Regions from separate parts of the Sus scrofa genome. Here regions 1, 2 and 3 are each linked to region 4. Evidence: chromatin contacts called from public Hi-C and HiChIP or PLAC-seq data. All regions are on one chromosome and are shown on one strand. Each heading gives the region's core, a stretch centred on a gene start, on an enhancer-like site or on the middle of the called end of the contact. The rest is flanking DNA. Distances are from core to core; before and after follow the strand shown. Region 1 holds the start of PPP4C (serine/threonine-protein phosphatase 4 catalytic subunit). Region 2 holds the start of INO80E (INO80 complex subunit E). Region 3 holds the start of SETD1A (histone-lysine N-methyltransferase SETD1A). Region 4 holds the start of ZNF689 (zinc finger protein 689).

What was found. A called contact is a pair of places that touch in the nucleus more often than the background predicts. HiChIP or PLAC-seq counts read pairs in DNA pulled down with a chosen protein or histone mark.
Region 1: a contact with region 4 is called in a Hi-C map of embryonic fibroblasts, with 2.2 times the contacts expected there. The contact joins the promoter of PPP4C here to the promoter of ZNF689 in region 4. A contact is called at or near these places in 1 of 5 promoter capture datasets (liver), 2 of 47 Hi-C or Micro-C datasets (embryonic fibroblasts and retroperitoneal adipose tissue) and 1 of 2 datasets of contacts at active chromatin or transcription factors (alveolar macrophages).
Region 2: a Hi-C map of liver shows a contact between it and region 4, with 5 times the contacts expected there. The contact joins the promoter of INO80E here to the promoter of ZNF689 in region 4. A contact is called at or near these places in 1 of 5 promoter capture datasets (liver) and 1 of 47 Hi-C or Micro-C datasets (liver).
Region 3: a contact with region 4 is called in an H3K27ac HiChIP or PLAC-seq map of alveolar macrophages. The contact joins the promoter of SETD1A here to the promoter of ZNF689 in region 4. A contact is called at or near these places in 1 of 5 promoter capture datasets (liver) and 1 of 2 datasets of contacts at active chromatin or transcription factors (alveolar macrophages).

What each region holds. Positions count from the first base shown.
Region 1 is chr3:18,260,628-18,265,825 of Sscrofa11.1, forward strand. It overlaps PPP4C (serine/threonine-protein phosphatase 4 catalytic subunit), which reads left to right and starts at 2,190. Exons shown (of 9, transcript XM_021088021.1): 1 at 2,190-2,307; 2 at 2,534-2,697. The coding sequence starts at 2,600.
Region 2 is chr3:18,198,961-18,204,664 of Sscrofa11.1, forward strand. It overlaps INO80E (INO80 complex subunit E), which reads left to right and starts at 3,132. Exons shown (of 6, transcript XM_021088007.1): 1 at 3,132-3,347; 2 at 3,509-3,579; 3 at 3,776-3,828. The coding sequence starts at 3,267. It overlaps HIRIP3 (HIRA-interacting protein 3), which reads right to left and starts at 2,947. Exons shown (of 8, transcript XM_021087988.1): 1 at 2,452-2,947; 2 at 2,254-2,374; 3 at 2,017-2,131; 4 at 1,152-1,772; 5 at 767-1,149; 6 at 497-665; 7 at 320-418; 8 at 1-233. The coding sequence starts at 2,516. The coding sequence ends at 70.
Region 3 is chr3:17,486,074-17,492,045 of Sscrofa11.1, forward strand. It overlaps SETD1A (histone-lysine N-methyltransferase SETD1A), which reads right to left and starts at 4,324. Exons shown (of 21, transcript XM_021086406.1): 1 at 1,873-4,324; 2 at 920-1,084; 3 at 588-683. The coding sequence starts at 1,069. It overlaps ORAI3 (protein orai-3), which reads right to left. Exons shown (of 2, transcript XM_003481021.4): 2 at 4,451-5,972. The coding sequence ends at 5,507.
Region 4 is chr3:17,764,344-17,769,912 of Sscrofa11.1, forward strand. ZNF689 (zinc finger protein 689) reads left to right here and starts at 2,397. Exons shown (of 3, transcript XM_021086420.1): 1 at 2,397-2,961; 2 at 3,176-3,289. The coding sequence starts at 2,757. LOC110259905 (a long non-coding RNA gene) reads left to right here. Exons shown (of 2, transcript XR_002342364.1): 2 at 1,766-2,012. LOC110259906 (a long non-coding RNA gene) reads right to left here. Exons shown (of 4, transcript XR_002342366.1): 4 at 1-2,579.

The DNA of each region.
Region 1 (5,198 bases), core at 940-3,439, 500 kb after region 4:
TGTCTCTTGGTGAAAACGAGGTTATGAATGCATTTCTCCTTAATCTACCTCACTGCTGACCTGTGAGTCTTCCCATCTTAATAGGAGATGGGATTAGAACTGGCTTCTTAGACTCTGGGCTGTGGAATCCCTTGAAGAATCTGGAATTGGGAGTCTCCCGGTGGCTCAGCGGATTAAGGACCCAGCGTTGTCACTGCTGTGGTGTGGGTTCAGTCCCTGGCTGGGAGGTTCCGCCTGCCACAGATGAGGCCAAAAACCAAAAAAACAAAACCCTGGAATCTTTCCACACACCCTCCTCAACAATGCACATCCACACTCGAGCTGATTCCCAGTTGAGAACTGAACCTCTGTGGCTCCTGCATTCCATGAAGTCAGAATGAGGGCCCTGTGCCATGAGTTGAACCCTTCCCATTTCCCCAGGCTGGGGGAATATTAAAGATCCTTGTCATAACCAGGGGCCTACCTAGTCCTGCCACCTCCCAAATCTCCTAAAATGGACCCTTTCCTGCTGAGATCCGCTGGAGAGAGAGGAAAAACAACATGATTTCTGTACCTACTGAATCCCTATAGTCATCTGCATAGAAACCTGGAAACTTCTAGGAGTTTAAGAACTTGGTTTTTCCTTCTCTCTGTACATTCCCATTTGTTGCCTACATCCAGAACCAAATTTTTACCTAGTGCCTCTCCAAACTATGGTCTCACTTCTGCACCTAGCCTCACTCAATTCCGTGAAACAAAGTCTGAAGCAAACAGAAATAGAGGCTCTAGGAGTTCCATTATGGCACAGTGGTTAAAGAATCCGACTGGGAACCATGGGGTTGTGGGTTCCATCCCTGGCCTTGCTCAGTGGGTTGAGGATCCGGCGTTGCCATGAGCTGTGGTGTAGGTCGCAGACGCAGCTCCGATCCTGCATTGCTGTGGTTCTGGCGTGGCCGGTGGCTACAGCTCCAGTTAGACGCCTAGCCTGGGAATCTCCATATGCCACAGGAGCGGCCCTAAAAAAGGCAAAAAGACTAGGAAAAAAAAGAAAAGAAAAAGAGAGGGCCCATAGAAGACAATAAAAGACATTCCAAAAGGGCTCTGACACCAAGAGGTTTGTTTCAAGACAAATCGCTTCCTCTGCCTGCAGCAAGAGACTAAAGAAGCAGAGGACTTTAAATGTCAGTTTGGAGTGTTTTATAAAGTTTATAATGACAAAGTGAGCATCAGAAAGTGTGACAGAAGAGACCAGACCTTGAGGACACAGCTTTCCTAGGTTAAAACATCAACCTTGACCCAAGCCCAGAATTATTAGCTATGTAACTGTGGAAGTTAATCTCTTTTAGCCAGTTTCCTTTTTTTGTTGTTGTTTTTTTGAGGGCTGCACCCACAGCATATGGAAGTTCCTAGGCTAGGGACTGAATCTGCCTGCCACAGCCACAGCCACACAAGATCTGAGCTGCGTCTGCAATCTAGCAACCTGCATCACAGCTCACAGCAAGAGAGATCCTTAACCCACTGAGCGAGGCCAGGGATGGAACCCTTCACCTCATGCATACTAGTCGGGTTCCGTACCCCTGAGCCACAACCGGAACACCAGTTTCCTCCTTCTTTTTAAAGGAATAAAACTGCAGACAAGAGCAGGGGTGAGGGGTGTCAAAGAGACCTTTCTGGAACCAGGGAAGTCAGGTTGACTGAGGTATAAGCTTGTTGTGGGGAAGGTGGACTCCTTTCTGACTCTAACTTCAGAGGTCCTCCATCGGAGAGATGTCTCTTGGGCCTTGGAAAGAGATTTGGACTGGGAGTCTTTCGCCCATCCAACAAAGAGTTCTGTATGCCAACTGTGCCAGGCCATGTTCTAAGTGAGAACTGGGGCTGCAAGTGTGAACAGGACAAAATTCCATCTCTCAGGGACTGTAATGGGGGAGGCCGACTAAAACAGGTAAACAGAAACGTGTACGCTGAAGTTACAACGCGGAACGCCGACTCAGTTCCAGTTTCCTTCACTGACACGGTAATGTGGAGCGGATGTGGAGTCCGTCACCGCCCTCACAGCGCCAATCCGCTCAGCCCACAATCACTTCCGCTCGCACATTGCAGACATCCGGTTCTTCCGGCTCATTTGCATTCCTAGGCTTGAGGGGGTGGGGTAAGGGCGCGGCTTGGGAGGGGGGCGTGTGTATGACGCCACATCCGGCGCGCGGCGGAACTGGTGTTCCTCTGCTTCCGCGGCGGGGCCGGAAGTAGAAGCGGAGGTGGCGGCGGCCCAAAGCGGAGGGAAAGAGGAAGACAGGGAGCACGAAAACCGGAGCCGGAGTCGCTGCGTCGGTAATAGTCGGAGACCCTTCTAGGCCACCGTCCCTGGCGCGGGACCTCAGGGTTCGACGGGAGTTAGCGGAGGGCGGCCCGGGCTGTGGGACGCTGGGGGCCCCGGGGCCTATGTGAGGGGAGGCGGGAGTTGGGGGGGCCGGGCCAGCTCCAGAACCGAGTTGCCCCCCCCGACCCGGCGCCCCTTAAGGACACTGATCCGCGGCTTCTCCTTGGCCTTTCCCAGGAGACCCCTGTGCGGTGCGGAGGGGGCTACGGCCCCGGCTCTGACCCGCTCCGGGGCGGGTGGGCCATGGCGGAGATCAGCGATCTGGACCGGCAGATCGAGCAGCTGCGGCGCTGCGAGCTCATCAAGGAGAGCGAAGTCAAGGCCCTGTGCGCAAAGGCCAGGTGAGCCCGGGAAGAGAGGCTTCAGCCACTGATCAGAGGCCGGAAGCTTGGGGCAAATCCAGCTGAGAACTTTGGGCCTGGCTCATCCTGGAAGCTTTCCCAGAGAGGAGCGAATAGGGCCACTTCCCTCGAGGAGCAGCCGGGCCTGTTGGGGGAAGACAGACCTGGATTCAAATATCTGAAGTATTAGATGATGTGTTTTCAGTGGAGTTGGAATTACAGAAAGTACTTAGGAAGCTTAGGGAAACAACCTTGTCTGTCTGGGGGGGAACAGAGAACGTTTCTTGGAGGAACTGAACTTTGGGTTAGGCCTTGAAGAATAAGATGATAAAAGGGAATGTCAGCAAGAAGATTTGGTTTACAGTATTCTTTTTTTTTTTTTGGCTTTTTAGGGCCGCACCTGTGGCACTTAGAGGTTCCCAGGCTAGGGGCTGAATCAGAGCTTCAGCTGCTGGCCTACGCCACCAGCCACAGCAATAGCAATGAGGGATCCTTAACCCACTGAGTGAGTCCAGGGATCAAACCCACAACATCTTGGCTCCTAGTCGAATTTGTTTCCGCTGTGCCACAACGGGAACTCCTACAGTATTGTTTTAATCCCAGTAACAACCCAAAAAGGTGTGTGGAATTGTCTTCATCTCACAGGTGAGGATGCTTACATTCAGGAGTAAGGGGTAAAGCCTGAAGCGAGTTCTCCATGTCCTGTCCATTTTCAGGCCATCATGCAAGAAAGTGGAGTTGGATCACACTCATACTCCTTGTGGGAGCCTATGAAATAGAAGCAGATAAGCCAGAGTAGAATTAAGCAAGATCTGAAGGGAAGCCTAGCTTAGAGTTCTGTGGGAAGTAGGATGATGTAGTGGTTAAGAGCCAGGCTTTGGAATGTGGCTCTAGGTTGGAATCAGCTCTGCCACTTCCTAGCTGTGTTGGTGATCTTGAGGTCTGTGAGACTCGGGTTCTTCCTATTTAAAGTGGGGATTCTAGAACTTAATGAGGTGGCTGTGAAGAGTAAGGGATGCGCTTAGCATAGGCTTTGGTAAACTGTAAGTGCTCGATGTTTGTTGGGTGTTACTGTTCTTCCTTTGTAGGAAGAGGGCAGTGCTGATGTGGACTGAAGTCCTTAGTGAAGGCTTGAAAGAGAAGTTGGCCTGGAAAGATGGATAATTTGGGCAGCTGAGTGGGCAGGCCTAGTAGGAAGGGCATTCCAAGCAGGCTGAGAATAGGAGTGGAAGGTGTTCCCTGGGGGCTCAGCGGGATCCAGCATTGTCACTGCTGCAGCTCAGGTTACAGCTGTGGCACTGGTTCAATCCCTGACCCAGAAACTTCTACCTGCCAAAGGCATGGCCAAAAAAAAAAAAAAAAAAAAAAGTGGAGCTCTGGGTTGTGTGGGCAGTGGTGACAAGACGACAAGACCCATTACCTGCCTCCTGAGGAACTATTTGTGGTTTCCACCACGCTGGAGAATTGCAGAAACAGAGCCAGCAGAATTACCCCCACATTTGTGACCAATAGGCCACTGTTAGCACCTGAAAGAACTTTATATCCACTTCCTTCCCACAGCAATGCTGTGAGGTTGGAAATATTTGCCCCATTTTACAGAGCAGGAAGCTGTGACGTCTTGAAGCCTGGGGACTTGACCAAGGCTTCCCCGCAAGAAGGTGGCAGAGCTGGCTGGCCGTTGGGCTCTTTGCTTGGCTTTGCCCCACACAGACCTGTCACAGCCACACAGGGCCTGCATGGGTTTGGTGAACAGGCAAGGCTCCCTTTTAAACGCTGTTCTGTGGCTCTTCATGTTTTGCCAGCTCAAAAATATTTCCTTGACCAGACCAGCCCCAAGATGTTTTTAGTCATCCCTCAATCTCTCTCTGTTTGTTTGTTTGGGTTTTTTTTGTCGTTGTTTTTTTAGGTCCGTACCCATGGCATATGGAGGTTCCCAGGCTAGGGGTCCAATCAGAGCTACAGCTGCCGGCCTACATCACAGCCACAGCAACTGGGGATCCGAGCCGCATCTGCAACCTACACCACAGTTCATGGCAACACCGGATCCTTAACCCACTGAGCGAGGCCAGGGATCGAACCCGAATCATCATGGATACTAGCTGGGTTTGTTGGCACTGAGCCACAATGGGAACTCCCATCCCTCAGTCTTGATTGGCATTTTTAGGAACTTAAACCCATTTCTGGCTGGCACTCTTCTTTTCCTCAAAGTCTTCTGCCTCCCACAGGGCCTGGATCAGTGTGGTGGTGATGACAGCTAATGCTTGGGTAGCATAGTGGAATTTTCAGAATAGCAGAAGTTAGGTGTTCAGCCTCCATTGCTTTTTGCAGCCTGTGGAACAGGCAGGCAGTGGTGAGTGTTTCACAGAAGAGGAAACTGAGCCTCAGAGAAGAGGTCTTGCCCCCGGTCTTACAGCTCCTTGGAGGGGAGGCTGGTTTTGGATTCAGGTCTTTGACTGGACTCCACACTCACTGACAGCCAGGTAGACATTTAGACTGTGAGA
Region 2 (5,704 bases), core at 1,882-4,381, 440 kb after region 4:
CAGAATTGGGGTGGGGCTGCCTTATACACTTTCTACAAGTGGAACGTCCCTCCTGGGGACGGGGGAAGCTCAGCTGCTCTCGCCATCACTGCTGATGATGCCCCGCAGGTGTGACCAATCTGGGGGTGGAGGGCGGGGCCGCTCCTCCTCTGAGTCCAAGGTCCTGCGGTACAGCTCCCCCGGCGGGGCTGCGTCTCCCGAAGGGTTCCAGGCTGTGCGTCTGCGTGGCCGGCCTAGAGGGGAGGAGAAGGTGGGAGATGAGTTGTCTGAGAAAGTCTGCACCTCATCTGCTCCTGGGGAGTGAGAGGAAGCCCCTCACCTGACCCACTGATGATGTTGGTAACGTCCAAGGAGGCCACCTCAGCTGCCTCTTCCCGCTGCTCCTTCAGGGCCCGACACTTCTCTAAGGAAGGGTTACCTGGGGCGGAAGAAGCTTGTGAGTCTCTCCTTGGCAGTCAAGGTCCTCCTGCAGCCCCCGGGGTGCGCCCAGCCTCACCCTTCATGCCTAGGGCTTCCAGCTCTGCCCGGAGAACACTCAGGCGTTCCTTGTGGGAGCGGCAGGAACCCAGCAGCTTCTTGTAGTTTCGATGGGCACCGCAGGCCCGGATGTAGCGCTTTAGCCTCATCACAGCTGGGTGGTCCTCACCAGGACGACCTGAGCCAGCCTGGCCAGGAAAGACAGCAGCTGAAGGCCACGCCTTCTGGGCTTGCGTCAAGAGCTCCCTCATCCCTAATGGCAGCCTCCCACCCCACCTTCAACCCTCACCTTCCCGCCTTTGGGTTCCGGACTGCCGTCGGTGGAAGAGGAAGAGGAGCTGCGTGTCCTGCCTTTCTTGGAGCTCTTCTTGGAAGAGCGGTTCTTCCTCTCCCTCTTGGGGCTCCCCTCTGCCTCGATGTCACTCACCTCCTTCTCTGAGTCACTTGCCTCACCATTGATACTGCCCACCGTGGCTGTCTTACCAGTAGTTGGTGTCACCTTTCTCCAGCTGTCGTCCTCCTCCTCCGCCTCACTGCTGCCACTCTGCCTTTCCCCACCCTTCTGCTCGGTCCTGTCCCTGCTCTGCGCTAGGGGCTTTTCATCTTCATCACTGGTATCCCCACTGCCTGTGGCTGCTTTTTCCTTCTGTTCCTGGTCTCCCAGCAGTCTTCTGCCCTGCTTTTCTGCTTACAGCTTTGCTCCTCCCGAGCTGACCTTTTCCCTCCGTTGCTCTGGGCTCTGAGTTTCCACTCCTCTCTGTTCTCTTTCTGCTTGGCTAGGGTCTCCTCCTCACTCTGCTTTTCACTTTCCTGGTGGCTTCTAGCTCCTTCCTTTCCTCCCACCTTCTTTCCTATCCTCTCGGCAGGTTCATCCTCACTGTCCTCACTCGCCTCCCTGGCCAGCTTCCGGCTGGCTGAGGCCCTGCCTGAGGCCTGCTTGTTCTTTGCCCCGGGCTTCTTCCTAGTCCTGCCCTTGGGTGCCTTTTCGTCTTCCTCATCTTTGTTCTCTTTCTCTTCCTTTCCCTCCTCCTCTCCCTCACTGCTCTCTCCTTTCCAGATCTTCCTCCTCCTGGCAGAGCCCTCTTCCTCCTCCTCACTGCTCTCCTTCACCACCTCGTTTGCTAATCTGATCGTTGCAGTCAGGTCTCTCTGCTGTTCTTCCTCATCACTGCTCTCCTCAACTGCATTCTTCGAGGCACGCTTTGGCCTTTCATCCTCAGCGGGACTGACTTCTGCCGTCTCATTCTTTGCTGGGGGGCTGAAGCAGTCTGGGCTGGAGGCTGCAGAGCTGGGCTCTGGAATGTGGAGAGAAGAGAAGGTTGGGAGAGGTTTCTCCTGTCACTTTCTTCCTCCACTTGGGATAAACTGCCTCTAATCCTGCTCTGACAGACGGAAGGGCAGTAGGAGACAGCGCTCAGTCTACCCTTTTCCTAGTGCCTGACGCACCCATCCAGCGCCCTCATCTAAGGCCTTGGGGCATAGCTCACGCGCAACAAGTAAATACGTTTTGAATGGACCACCTATGTAGAAAGCACTAACCTGACTCTGAATTGAAACGGAACCTTTTCCTCTCTCGGTCATGGCAGAGGGTGGGAGACCTCTTCGCCTTCTTGGCAAGGTCGAGCCTCTCTTCCTTGGCACCCGTTTCATCCACCTGTGTGGAGCATCAAGAGGGCAAAACATGAACCAAGGTTGTTTTCGGCCCCGCCCCCCTCAGGCTCCTCCGCCGCCGCCTCCACAACCCCCGCCTCTGGTGACCCCGGCTGGCGCCCTCACCTGCATCTTCAGCAGCTCCTCCTCCACTAGCCTCTTCAGCGCCTGCTTCTCCTCAGGTTCCAGGTGGTCGCGGCCGGCGTGAGCCAAGAACCTCTGCCGCACGATGGAGTGCGTAAGCGTGCTGCAGAAACACGTGTCAGGACAGAGTCCCCGTCCCGCCCCTGCCCTTTCCAACCCCAACGCCAACCTCCGGTGCACCTGAGGTCCGGGCGGCCTCGGAAGAAGCTACGGGTGAACTCCTGCATCTCATTCTCCCGCGCCATTTTGCTCCACCCAGAATACTGGTGGCTCCCGCCTTTTTTCTTCCCGGCCTCCGTCCACGCGTTTGACAGGAGCTTGCGCACGCGCAGAGTCGTAGAGCCGTGAGGCTAGCGACCGTTGAAGGTCCGTTGCGGGCCGCTTAGACCGAGAACTTTACCAGACAAAACTTGCTCTCCCCGGGCAGTGTGTGTGTTTGGGGGGGGGGTGTCTCGCAGCTCCTTCCTCTTTTTTTTTTTTTTTTTTTTAAGAACGAAGCGCTTCGAAAGTTTTCCTTAGAAACCGATTCGCAGCCCGCAACCTTTGGGTAACGCAATCAACCTGCGACGCTGCCTCCGTTCGTGATCACGGGCAGCAGTTAGGCCTCTGTGATTTTCGAAAGACAGAAAGAAAAGGGCGTCCCCACCTAGAGACTAGGAATTCCAGGGAGAAATTCGTCTTGTGGCTTCAAATCGCTAAGCACATTCCAAGTCAGTAAGGAAGCCCTTCGGCAGCCGACATCTCTGTGACGTCTTCACGTCGCGGCGGCGCCATCTTCCGCGTATCCCCTGGAAACAACGCTCCTTTCACGGTGGTCCCTCGGAGCCACCCCCTGTGGTCAAGATCTCTGGGCGCGGTGGACTCTGGGAGTTGTAGTCCCAGCGAACACAGCCTAGCCGAGTCTCCGGAAGTGGAAGCGGAAGAGGCCGGGCCGAGGCGGCTTTCGGGTAGCGGGACCCCGGACTAGGTTTGGGGCGCCACTCCCGGACCCAGTCATGAACGGGCCGGCGGATGGCGAAGTGGACTACAAGAAGAAATACCGGAACCTGAAGCGGAAGCTCAAATTCCTCATCTACGTGAGTGCTGGGTGGAGTGGGAAGGTGGAGGGGGGTGAGGCCTGGCGCTGGTAGGACGTCCGTTTAGTTCTGTGTAAAGGGAGCAGGGTACTCTGTGGCCGGCTTCCGAGCCCCATTTACGGATGGCAGGTGGCTCAGCATCCACCTTGCCCTTGATACAGGAACACGAGTGCTTCCAGGAGGAACTGAGGAAGGCACAGAGAAAATTGTTGAAGGTGTCCCGGGACAAGAGGTGAGACAGGCTCCGAGGGGAGGAGGGAGACCAGAGTAGATCTACATTCGGCCCCCACCCTGGAATGGGCCACAAATGCATGATGCCTGCCTGGGGACTGTTGTGAGGACGGGGCCAGTTCGAAGGGACGGGGGCTCAAGAGAACGTTGCAGAGATGGGAATAAACACTCATTGTTCCCCCCGCCTCTTTCCTCAGTTTCCTCCTAGACCGACTTCTGCAGTACGAGAACGTGGATGAAGACTCTTCTGGTGAGCAGGGTCATGGAAAATTGGTGGAGGACATGCTCCTGGCGCTCCAGCCAGCTCACTGGGCCCTCCTTTTAGACTGGAGGCCAGTACACCTCTGGTGGTTCCTAAGCCTGGTTGCTTGCCCTCCACCTCCCCTGTTTGTTAACTCAAGTATTACTGGATATCTACTTCGTTTCAGGCACTGTGCTCTGCACAGGGAATGCAGTGGTGACTGAGATGCACAAAGCTTCTGGGAATTTGTATTGTAATTAGGTGTAATAAGAGAGCAAAGAAATAAACTAGAGTTTTAGATTCGAAAGGCATAAAATCAGGGTGATATGGTAGTGATTGGAATAAAGCAGGGGTTGATAAACGTTCTCTGTAAAGAGCTAAGTAGGCATTCCTGCTGTGGCACAGTGGGTTAAAGATCCGGCCGCGTCACTGCAGCAGTTAAAGCAGTGGTGTAGGTCGAAGGTGCAGCTTGGATTTGATCCCTGGCCTGAGATCCTCAGGTGTGGCCTCCATATGCTTCAGGTGCGGCGAAAAAGGGGAAAGAGAGCGGGAAAAGAGCCAAGTAGACTTTGCAGAACATATACCTTTTGTTTCAGCGTCTCAGCTGAATAAAAGCTGCAGTTGCCGGCCTACACCACAGCTCACGGCAACGCCAGATACTTAACCCACTGAGTGAGGCCAGGGATGGAACCTGTGTCCTCATGGATGCTAATCAGGTTCATTTCCACTGAGCCACAATGGAACTCCTGGTTTTGTTTTAAGAACATTATTTATGGGAGTTCCTCTCAGGTCCTCCGTGGCTGTGGCTGTGACTCTGGTGTAGGCTGGCAGCTGCAGCTCCAATTCGACCCCTAGCCAGGGAACCTCCATATGCTGCAGGTTCAGCCTTAAAAAGACAAAACAGCATTATTTATGAATACTGAACTTTGAATTTCATAACGTTCACACACATCATGAAATATTTTTCCTTGGATTTTTTTTCCTCAACCATTTGAAAAACTGAAAAGCCATTCTTAGCATACATACCACGCACAAGCACATGGCAGGCTGCAAATCAATAAAGGGTTTAAGAAAGACTCTTTTTAGCGAGGATTGTTTGACCTGGGACCTAGGTGAGAAGAAGAGACCTGTCTTGTGCAGGGACGAGTGAGAGGTTTTCCAGGGGAGGGAATCACAAGTGCAGATTCCCTGAGGTAAGAAGGTAGCAGGTGGTTTGAAAGTGGAAGGGCTGAAGCACATAAAGCTGTGTTCTCCTTGTTTACAGTCAGTAATAGATTTTACATCCTGACCAGCCCCACATACTTAGGTACTTTTAAAGCAGAATTTAATGAAACAATGTGAAGATTATGACATGTGCTCTGATAGTTTTTATTTTTTTATTATTTTTCATTTTAAAATTATAGTCGATTTCACAGTGTTCTGTCAGTTTCTGCTGTACAGCAGAGCGACTCAGTTGTCTGTATATATACATTATTTTTCTTTCATGATCCTCCATCCTGCTCCTTTGCAAGTGATGGGCTATAGTTCCCTGTGCTATATATACAGCAGTATTCTGATACTTTTTAGACCGTTTTTGTTTGTTTTGTTTGTTTGTTTGTTTTTCCCCCATTTAATGCTGGTTGAAAACCAATTAGTTGACTTTGTGACTCACTTACGGGTTGATACCCCCAGTTTGAAAAAGCCTTATGGTGGACCTTTGTGGCCCTGTTCTTCTCATGAGTACGTGCCATGCAATTACTTCTTTCCATGGTTCCTTTAAATACGGATGTAGATTGGGGGTCAGCAAATGGCAGCCAGCCAGGCTGCTTGTCTCTGTAAATAATGTTTCATCAGAACACACAACACCCAGTTATTTACATACCGTAAGAGACCAGCAAACAAGGTC
Region 3 (5,972 bases), core at 3,074-5,573, 280 kb before region 4:
GGGAACCCCCCCAGGACTTACTTAAAAAGAAAGAAAAAAAAAATTATTGGCACAACACTGTAAGCCAACTGTACTCAGGAAAAAAAAAATTAAAAAGAAAAAAAAAAGAAAAAGGATAAAGAACCAGTAGAGGAAACTAAGAACCGCCAGTTTTCTAGATCCAGTCCAAGGCCCAGTGAATATACTACCTGGACAGGAACATGGGAACCCTGTGAGGAAACAAGACTGAGGAGGGGTGAAGAACAGAGGACTCCAGGGACGGAGTCTTTGGCGTTGTCACTCCCCTTAATTGAGAAACTGGGGTAACACACAGGGCGCTGTTGTGCTATGTGCTGTCCAGAAGTACACAGAGACAGGCACAGAAGCTAGATCTGTCTTTATCCTTCAAAGAGCTCGAGACACCTCGCCTACACCTTTCCAGAAAATAAACTGACCTCCCATCAGAACAACTCACTCTCATAGCCTCAGAAGTTCTTAGATCTGACTGTGAGCCTTCTCGTCCTACGCTGAAGACCAGACTAGACCACCAGGATGGATCCTCCACACCCTCCAAGGACCACCACACCAGGAGACTAGCAGACACGTACCTTAAACTTAGGGACTGGGAGGGAAAAGTCTCTGTTTTTGGACCTGACGTGGCAGCGGGGGTCTTGGAGGTCTTCAACTGGTATATACTTTGAGTCCTAGGAAGATAAGCAGGAACAGAAAGACAGCTCAAGGTGAAACCACGGTGCTGAGCTCTGGAGCCCCTTTGGAGACCCATGTGCCAAAGAGCTGGGTTCTAGTTGCCCACTTGAAAGAAGGTAGGTTACAGGTATGAGAGTTCCTCCTACGTCTGAACAGAGGTGCCGAACAGAGGTAACAGAGGGGAACGGGGCCTGAGTTCTCTAGACGGCAAAGAAAAGGCCTGGGCACTCACGTTGACACTGAAGTGAATTCCATCATAGCGGTACACCTTTTGAGAAGGCCTGCGCAAGGCAGGGTCCAAGGCAGGATCCACGATGAGCTTGTAGTTCCGCCACTGGAAGCTCGGGGCCTTCTGCCCATCTCCCCCACCTTCCTGATCCATCTTTGCTCATTTACACTGTTAGGAAAGAGGGATACGCAAGGGGACTCAGGACTTAGGCCTGACTGCCTTGCTGCCCCTCACGGACTAGCCCCGACTCCAGGTTCTCTCATTACCCCAGTTTCCACACCTCACCAGGACCCGTGGCTCCCCCAGATCTCCCCCCCGGGTACCTTCTTTCACCACAACACCCCATTCTCTATCCACCTCCCAACTCTCCCCTTAGGCCCCCAGGCCCCTCTCGCGCCCCCTTACCTTCCCGCTCTCCCTAGCGCGCGCCCCACTTGGCCTCCGCGCAAGACCCCTCCCCCGCCCCCTGGCAGGCCCCGCCCCCTCCCGCCTCCTCACCGGCCAGCGGCCCGGGCCAAGCCCGGCTCCCGCTCCCACACACCCGCTCCCGTCCCCGCGCCCCAATCCTCTGGCCAAGAGGTGGCACCTCTTCGGGGCGTTGGAAACACCGCGAGACCGAGCCCGAGACCCGGCTTCGGCCCCGAATCCCGGCGGGGGGGTGGGGGGAACGCGCGCCGCTGCCCTCTCCTCCCGCCCCGGCGCGTTCTGCCCCCCCCATCTCCGCGCACGCGCGGCGCGGCCCCACTCACCCGCTCGCGGCGAGCGGCTCCCCCTCCCCCACCCCGCGCGGCACCTCAGCGGCGCGAGGCGGCGGCGGCGGCGGCGGCGACAGCGCGAGACCCGGCCCCGCAGCGGTGGCGGCGGCGGCGCCCCCCCACCACCACCTCCCCGGCGCGCGCACCAAACACCACCGCCACCTGCGCGAGGCCCAGCGGGCACAGCGTCTACATTCGCACTTTCGCCACGGGCGCTGCCGGGAGACCCAAGGGGCCGAGGATAGCGGCTTCGCCTCGGCCGGCGCCCTGTGAGGCTCGAGAGTTGTGGCCCAGGGAGCGTGGAAAGTGGCCGCATCCCCCGGAGAGTGGGCTTCACCACAACTATCCAGCTGCTCTGGCTTCGGGTCCTTGACGAATCGGCGGCGACGAAAGCAGCGACTAATCCCTGAGGAAAAGGGGGCGGGGCGGAGGGGAGGCGGCCAGCCAGAGCTGGGGAGATTTGAGTGGCGCGTTGAACAAGCGCAGATTCGTCAGGCGGGCGGGGCGAATCGGTAGACGGGATGCGCGCTCCTTTTGCTCCTCTTTCCTGCCCCTTCCTCACGCGGCCGAAGGTCTAAGAGGCTGCAGATTCGCCACAGGTCCTGGCCTCAGCTGTTGCCTCCCTTCACCGCCTTGATGGAGCCAAGAAAATAATGCCTCGATAGCCAAGCCCTGTTGGCAGAGTCGGCCACTTTCCGTGGACCTTTCTTACTAGCACAACTCAGAGGACTGCTCACTTCCGACCGGGGGTAATGGCTACGGAGTCCGAGGAGAATTTTCGGCCGAATATAGAGGAGTAATTCTGAGGAGGAGCTGGCCTAGCGAATCTGCGAATTCTTTCGTGGGCGGGGCCAGGGCGCTGCGCGCAGAGGGCGTGGTTAGAGCGTGCGGAGCCCGGCGTCGCGGGGGCGCTTCCTGTAGGACCCTCCGAAACCGGGGCGGGTTGGGAGGGGCACCCCGGAGGTGGAAAAATACTACCAACTACAGTGACTCAGACTGTTTGGCGCCGCGCATAATGCAGAGAGCAGATTCCTCCCGTTATCTTTTCTGGGCCTCTGCCTGTTTAAGCTACCCATTTGACAGATGGGGACACTGAGGCCTGCAGAGGGTGCTGCGTTTTGCCCACAGTGGCCCACCGTTAGTGCTTAAATCTTAGCCTGTCTCAAAGTTATGTGATAACCCTGGTAGGTCCTGAAGGACCTTGAGCCAGTCCTGTAAAAAATGATAAACTAGGTCGTACTTGAGCTAGGATGGGCTGGTTGATTCCCCAGGCTTCATGGTCCCAGCGCCTGCCGTTTTCAGCTGCGCAATCCTCGGCCCTCCCTGGGTTACGCAGTACCGCCGCTCGAGGGCAGCACTAGTCCAGGCTTAAACCTGGGACCCTCCGACTGAGGTCGCCCTGATGCTTTTTCTCAGGCTAGGACGCTGGCATCCTGGTCTCTGGGTGGTAATGGCACTCGCAGGTAGCCCTTGTACTTGAGCCAAGGATCCCCTAGGTTCCGGATATGTGTGTATGAGTCCCTCGATGTATGACCTTGGCCAAGTCACTGACCTCTTAAGGCTTCAGATTCTTTCTCTGAAAATGGATGTTGATTACTGTCATGCAAGACGACTGTAGGTGTTAAAACTGCAGGAGGGGCCCTCGAGGCCTGGTTCATACAAATTCACAATTTTTTTTTCCTCTGGCCAGGGATCAAACTTTGGCAGAGCAGTGACAAGGTGGGATTTTTTTTTACCTCTAGGCCATTGGGGAGCTCCCAAATTTACAAATTTAAGTAATAGCAATAGAGTAATAGGTCCGAGGTCTCACACCAAAAGAATCCTAAGAAAGGATTAGGATCCTTCACAATTTTGAAAAGTTGAAAAAATTAATTTACAGTAGAGGGTAGGCTATGAGATCAGGTTCCTTTCTGTCCCAGTTGAAAGATATTGGTTCCTTTTCTCAAACAAAAGATTCCCTGCATGGTGATAAAGGTAGTCCTAGTTTATAATGACTAAGTGGCTTAGGGCAAGAGCCTCAGTCTTCTTAAAGGAGTTCCTAGCTAATTTATCTCTGAAATGGTAATGACAAAGACCTTTCTCTTGAGGTGATTGTAAATAAACGGATTAAATAAGATTACCTTGAAAGAAAGAAAGAAAAAGAAAAGGAAAAACATTACCTAGGAGAAGCCCCTAGTATGTAGTAGTCACTCAAGAAAAGTAATTTAACACTACAAGGAACATATTAAATCCTCAGTGGAAGAGTTGGAGACCCTGGGCTCAGGAACCACAGTGCAAAAGCCTTTAGCTTTAGAATAACTCGGTCTCAGGAGTCCCCCCTTGTGGTGCAGCAGAAATGAATCTGACTAGGAACCATGGGGTTTCCAGTTTGATCCCTGGCCTCACGCAGTGGGTTAAGGATCTGGCGTTGGCGTGCTCTGTGGTGTAGGTCACAGACGCGGCTTGGATCCCATGTTGCTGTGGCTGTGGTATAGGCCAGGAGCTGTGGCTCCGATTCGTCACCTAGCCTGGGAACCTCCATGTACTGAAGGTGTGGCCCTAAAAAAGCAAAAAAAAAAAAAAAAAAAAAAAAAAAAAAAAAAAAAAAAAAAGGAATAACTCAGTCTCCACATTCAGAAGTCACTGGCCCCTGTCAGCACCAGAAAGGGGTCATACCTAGAACCCACTCCCCTCTACTCCCACCCTGCTCTGCCCTCAGTGACACTTGCCTCTTGACTCTTAAGAACAAGTCACCAGTTCCCAAGGAGGCCTCCCCTTCCCCCCATTCACAGCCAGAAGGTCATGTGTGAAACAATTTATTATACAAAATCAGGTGCATCAAAAATTCAGTGTCAGAATAGTTCTGTATTCCAAGGGCTGGAATGGACCGTCTCCTTTACATGCCAACCCAACCCTTGCTAGGGAGTCAGGCTGGGCACACCAACACCCATCCCTGGGCCAGGAGAGTGAGAACCAGATATAAAAGCATAAGTGTGGGTCTAGAGCAGTGGAGCGGGCACTTGAACCTCCTCCAAATAGGGAGGCTCCCCCTTGGAAAGGCTGGACCTATGCCTGGGGTAGAAACATTCAAATCCCTCTCTGAAGCAACCAAAGTGAGAGTGGGCAACCCATCAAAATCTAAGGATGGGGAGTTCCTGCTCTGGTGCAACGAGATCAGTGGCATCTTGGGAGCCCTGGGATGTAGGTTCAAATCCCGGCCCCACACAGTGAGTTAAGGATTTGGCATTGGTGCAGCTGCAGCTTAGGTATCGGCTAAGGCTTGGATCTGATCCCTCGTCTGGGAACTCCCTATGTCCTGGGGCGACCAAAAAGGAAAAAAAATTAAGGGAAAAAAAATCTGAGGATGGGGAAAACCTCTTCTACCCTGCAACCCCCCAGATGCCAGCCATAAAACAAATTCTACAGAAGCGAAGCAAGGATTGGCTGCCTTCTGGGGCAGCTAGGTGGGCGTGTAACCCTCCAACCGACCTCCACATTCTGTGTAGAGGCAAGTGGCTAAGGGTCGGCACCAAAGGTCTGACCAGGATCTCCCTGCTTCCCCTCTACCTACAGCATCAGCCTTGGACTGAGGACCTTCCTCTTCCTTTGCTCCTCCCAGCCCAAGTGCACAGTAGAGCTTACAAAACCCATGGGACAGAGTGACAGGGAGAATCCCTGGGAATGTGGGAGCCACCCCAAGGCCCAGCCCAAAGGGCCCTGAGGGCAGAAATCTGTTCTCTACCTGAGTGGCCACAGGAAGTAGCTCCAGGCAGGGGCAGGGAATGGGGTCTGTAGACCTGAGGCCTCAGTCAGACCCCTGAAGGAGGCAGTGCTTGCAGTGTGGCTAACACCAGCCTTACACAGCCTGCAGCTCCCCCTGCAGGCGACTCAGCTCCTCTAGCTCTTGCTTGTGGCGGTCTGTCTTGTGTGCCACCAAGGAGCGGTAGAAATGCAGGGCAAAGACCACAAATACAAGCCCTACAGGTACCATGATTGCCGTGGAGGCCATGGCTGCTTGCCAGCCTGGTCCATGGCCCCCCCCACCACCACCACCGCCACACACTTGCCGAGGTGGGCAGGCCTCAGGTGGCTCAGCCTGTGACGGGGCTACAGATGCAGAGGATGGCTTGGAAGCTGGACTAAGGGCGGTGGCCACTGGTGGCAGAGTCCCAGGCACCTGGGAGGCAGGTACCATGGGGGCTGATGTGCCCGAGGGGGCCCCGATGGGCACAAACTTGACCCAGCCAACCAGGACAACTTCAGCAAGGAAGAGGAAGGTGCCCAAGGCAGTGGAGAAGCCCCAGGCCAGCTCCACATAGCGG
Region 4 (5,569 bases), core at 1,147-3,646:
CCTTTCCTTTTCCACGTTAGCATCTTCTCCGTGTTCAGTTGGCAGCGCATCATTACCAATTGGGCAAAATGTCCACGAAGATTAGGTCCTTTCTAGCCTCCTCTATTTAGTCCATTTCTTCCTTCAAAATGAAATGGATTCACAGGAGTTCCCTTGTGGTACAGTGAGTTAAGGATCCAATGTTGTCACTGCAGTGGCTTGGGTTGCTGCTGTGGCACAGGTTCGATCCCTGGCCTAGGAACTTCCATATGCTGTGGGCACAACAAAAAAAACCCCAATAAGACAAAACAAACAAAAAAACCCCAAACAAACAAAAAGAAATTTTTGCTATTCATTTGCCTTTTTATTCCTTTTGCAGCCTAAGTTTACATTCTTATTTCTCCAAGCAGAAGTATGTGTGTGCAGAGAGAGTAGGCACAAAGCTATCAGTTCATCTTGCAGACTCCCGGCGCAGTCTTACTAAAACATCAATGAAAGGTCATTTGTTTCTCTAGACTGATCTAGAGCTCCCCGATGTACAGGATGAAGCCCTGCACCAACCTCCCCTTCCAGTCCTCCAGTGTTACCCTAAGTGTATCCTGTACTACATTAGAACTTTCCTGAAGTTCTGCCTTGTGCCCGAGATTTCACAGCCATGGAATTCAGGTGTTTAGTCAACAAATGTATATCGAACAGCACTGCTCTCCTTACATCCTACCTGTTCATAGACCAAAGTCATTGGTCCCACTGAGTTAGCGATCTGGAAAGCTATTAGGAGGAGGGACTCTGCCTTTTGGGGGACAATCATGGAATTCCACGTGCTTCCCCAGTAATTTGTTCAGGTAACAGTCACCATCCTTGGACAGAGTAGAACTCAATGAAGGCTTACTGCAGGTTGCTTTGGGTTTTGTTTTTTTCTTTTTACAGCTGCAGGTGCGGCATATGGAGATTCCCAGGCTAGGGGTCGAATTGGAGCTACAGCTGCAGGCCTACACCACAGCCCCAGTAACATGGGATCGAGTACATCTGTGACCTACAATGCAGCTCATGGCAACGCCAGATCCTTAAGCCACTGACCAAGGCCAGGGATCGAACCCAAGTCCTCATGGATACTAGTCAGGTTCATCACTGCTGAGCCACGAGAACGCTTCTTTTTTTTTTTTTAAACAGACAAAACTGCGTTATATGGAAGTTTCCAGGTTGGCAGTTGAATCCAAGCTGCATCTGAGACCTATGCCGCACACAGGATTCACTGCATCTGACTGGGGATTGAACCCATACCTGGGCAGCAACTTGAGCAGCTGCAGTGTGATGATTCTTTTTTTTTTGGTCTTTTTTTTTCCCATTTCTTGGGCCGCTCCTGCGGCATATGGAGGTTCCAGGCTAGGGGTCCAATCCAGCAACAGCAACGCGGGGATCCGAGCCGTGTCTGCAACCTACACCACAGCTCATGGAAATGCCGGATCCCTAACCCACTGAGCAAGGCCAGGGATCGAACTCACAACCTCAGGGTTCCCAGTCAGATTCGTTAACCACTGAGCCATGATGGGAACTCCTGCAGTGAGATTCTTAACCCACTGTGCCATAGCAGGAACTCCTATGAACATATTAATGTTATTATCTATATTACTTATATCTTGTGTATTGTGTTTTATAAGATTAATGCCTCTTGCATTAGCCAATGTATAACCAGGCCTCAACAAAATCGATGGCTAAATGTCGCGTGGCTGTGTGTGTGTGTGTGTGTGTGAAGTTTTATAAAGAATAAAACTTCTATTTTTTTCAGGAAAAACTGCTATATATCCTGGCTCCTGCCTCTCTGGAGCAGTTCCTCGGAGCTATCTGGGAGGTTGCAGTGCTCAGCAAAGTCCCCAACGTGCAATTTTTAGGTCCTGCGTTTTTTTTCAATGGACAAAATCTTTGCTCGCTTTCCTTACTAGCAGGACCCCTCTGAGATTTTCTTAGTTAGTAGAACTAGGTTGATAATCATCCCTTCACACAATGGTAACAAAAAATAAATAAGACGAAATGTGTGATGTGCTGGGCGTGGTACTTGAGCCCAATTCTCCTCCCTAAAAGGCCACAAGGTAGTTACACGCTATCTGCCTCGAAGGCTTCTCTGAGAAAGCCACTATAAGGCAAACCAGGGAAATCTCAGACCCGGGTTGGCCAGAGTGGCTCCGTCGCACAAATCCTTCCCTACCTCGGCTTATCGGGGGATCTTTACAGATCCCAAGTGGGGTCGCCCTTGGCGCCTCCAGACTCACGGCAGTCGCCTAACGCCGAGTCCAACTCCCTGCCCTTACGTTTCCGTTGGCTTCATTTAAACAGGCCGCTTTTGGCATCACCCAATCAGAATGCTCGATCTTCGGTCGCCGCCCAATGAGCTCGTGGAATGGGGGAAAAAGGGCGTGAAGCCCAATCGCAGCGCCATCACACTTGAGGGCAAAGAGGTTAGGAAGCCGGCATGGCGCTCCGGTCAATAAAATCGATAGCTGGAAGCTGCCTGTGTTTCAGGCAAAGGCGGTGCAGTAGCGGCGCCGCCATTTTCCCCGAAGGCATCTTCCGGTGCCTTTCACCCAAGTTCGGGCAGGAGTTTCCTGAATAACAGCGAAAGGTTTCCGTTAGCCCCGCAGGCGGCCGATTCCGGTTCCCTCCGGGCCTCCCTGGGCACGCTCCGCCCGGGTCCGGCGGGGGCTCCCAAACCTCGGGGCCAGCCAGCTCCCAGGGGCCGAGGCCGGGACGGGGACGGTCGTGGCGCCGGCTTCTCGGGCCCAATGGCGCGGCCTTCCGCTCCGCTCCCCGCGCGGGGAGCGGGAGAGGCCGGACCCGGCCGGAGAAGGGGAAGGAGGCCAAGGGCGGTGAAGTTCGCGGACGTGGCCGTGTACTTCTCCCCGGAGGAGTGGGGGTGTCTGCGGCCCGCGCAGAGGGCCCTGTACCGGGACGTGATGCGGGAGACCTACGGCCACCTGGGCTCGCTCGGTGAGGCCCGGCCCAGTCCGCTTCCGCGGGGCCGAAGGGATGGAGGAGATGGGGGGCGGGGGAAGGGCAGGGAGACCAGAGTGTCCGAGGTCCTGGCCTGCGACCAGGTTGTGTGAAGGGAGGAGGACGGGGGCTTGGCAGGAGATGCACCGGGTAGATGTATCTACCCAGCGTTGTGGACGATCTGGGCCTCTGACTGGTTCTCCTTCCCCAGGGTGCGCAGGTCCCAAACCATCCCTCATCTCCTGGTTGGAACGAAATACCGATGATTGGGAACCGGCTGCCCTGGATCCACAGGAGTGCCCAAGGGGGGTAACAGTCCAGAGAAGTGAGTGAAAGATGCCTCTGTGGAGGGTTTGCAGCCTCTAATGACTTGGTCCAGTGTTTTGGTGGCCAGGGGTACCGATGACCTATGCTGTAATGCTCCACTGACTGTGTTCATTTTCACAGCTTAGGGGTTCTTGTCTCATTGATGGTGAGTCCCTCCCTCCACCAACGATACACTTGTCAGTTTGTAAACTAACCACCTGCGGTTGTCTGTTGTGTGAGTGGATCCCTGAGCTTTTTTTTTTTTTTTTTTTTTAAAAAAAGAGCTACTGGAGTTCTCTGTTGTGGCTCAGCAAGTTAAGAACCCAACCAGTACCCCCCAAGGATTCCAGTTCGATCCCTGGCCTTGTTCAGTGGGGTTAAGGATCTGGTGTTGCTGCTAAGCCATGATGTATAGCTGGCAGATACAGTTGGGATCCGGTGTGGCTGTGGCCATGGCCTGCAGCTCCAATTGGACCCCTAGCCTGGGGACTTCCTTATGCTGCAGATGTGGCCATAAAAAAAGAGAAAGAGCTACTATCCTTCTGCCTACTTTTAGGACTCTGCCTTCTGCCTGCTTTGAACTAGGCTGTGACTAAGATACTACACCTCTTGAGTTTTCTGGGGTTGGGTTGAAGGGATCTTATGTAGCACGGGGTCTGGGGTGCAGGGCCTGTTTTTGCCCTTCTGGCAGGATGACCCTGATGAGTGCAGGAATCTGCAGCTCTCCTCAGGATCAGGCAAGGCCCTGATAAAGGCCGTGCAGGTAGAAGAGCCCCACATCCACCCACAGGGGCAGCTGCAACTGTCCGGAGCTTCTGTGCCAGATTGTCTAAGAGCGGGGCTGTCTTTCTAAGATTCAAATCTGACATGGTATTTCCTTGCTTAAAAACTTTTAAGTTTTCACCAAGTCAGGTTGTCAAATTGCTGTCGGTTATAACTAGGTCACTTGGGGAACTTTTTTTTTTTTTTGTCTTTTTACGGCTGCATCCGAGGCATATGGAGGTTCCCAGGCTAGGGGTCTAATCGGAGCTGTAGCTGCTGGCCTACACCACAGCCATAGAAACGCCAGATCCTTAACCCACTGAGCGAGGCCAGGGATCGGACCCACGTCCTCATGGATACTAGTTGGGTTCATTAGCGCTGCGCCACAACGGGAACTTTTTTTTGGCCACCCTGAGGCATATGGAGTTCCCTGGGCCAGGCATCAGGTCCCAACCTCAGCTGCGACCTAAACCCCAGCTGAGGCAGTGCCCGATCCTTAACCTGCTGTGCCCAGCAGGGGATCAAACCTGTGTTCCAGTGCTCCCGAGATGCTTCTGATTCCATTATGCCACAGTGGGAACTAATCCGTTTTCCTTTTGTCTGTGTCCACGGCCTACAGAAGTTCCCAGGCCAGGGATCAAACCTTAGCCACAGGAGTGACAATGCCAACGCTAGGACACCAGGGAAGTTTGGTGTGTGTTTTCGTTTTTGTTTTTTGTTTTTAAATAATCGCTTCAGTTAATTTGAGTGAACCCTTAGGTTTCTGGTTTGGTTCTCTGTGGCCTTAAGACACCAGAAGCAACAGCAGCATTTGGGAATATATTAGAAAAGGCAGATTCTTGGGGCACACCCTAGACGGGCTGAATCCAAAGCTGGAAGTGGAGCTCAGCAGTCTGTTTCATTACAGCCTCCAAACGATTTGGTTCCCAATAAAATTTGAGAAGCATTGGTTTAGGGGGCCTCATGACCTAGTTATTGCTAATTCCTACCTCATTAGTTTTCACTTCTTGCATTTGTTTTCACACCACAGCCACAGCAATGCTGGATCTGATACACATTTACAACCAGCAATGCTGGATCCTTAACCCACTGAGTAAGGCCAGGGATCAAACCTGCGTCCTCATGGACACTAGTCAGGTTCATTAACGGCTGAGCCACGGCAGGAACTCCAAAAACTTTTTAATTTTGTGTGTGTGTGTGTCTTTTTGCCTTTTCCGGGGCCGCTCACGCAGCCTATGGAGATTCCCAGGCTAGGGTTCTAATTGGAGCCGTAGCCACTGGCCTACGCCAGAGCCACAGCAACACAGGATCCGAGCCGCATGTGCAACCTACACCACAGCTCACGGCAACGCCGGATCCTTAACCCACTGAGCAAGGCCAGGGATTGAACCTGCAACCTTGTGGTTTCTAGTCAGATTCGTTAACCACTGCGGCACGACGGGAACTCCAATCTCCAAGAAACCTTCCTTGGTTTCTCCAAGCTAGGCTAGGGGCTCCTGTAATACCCTGTTTTCCTATTTGACTGTCTGTGTCACAA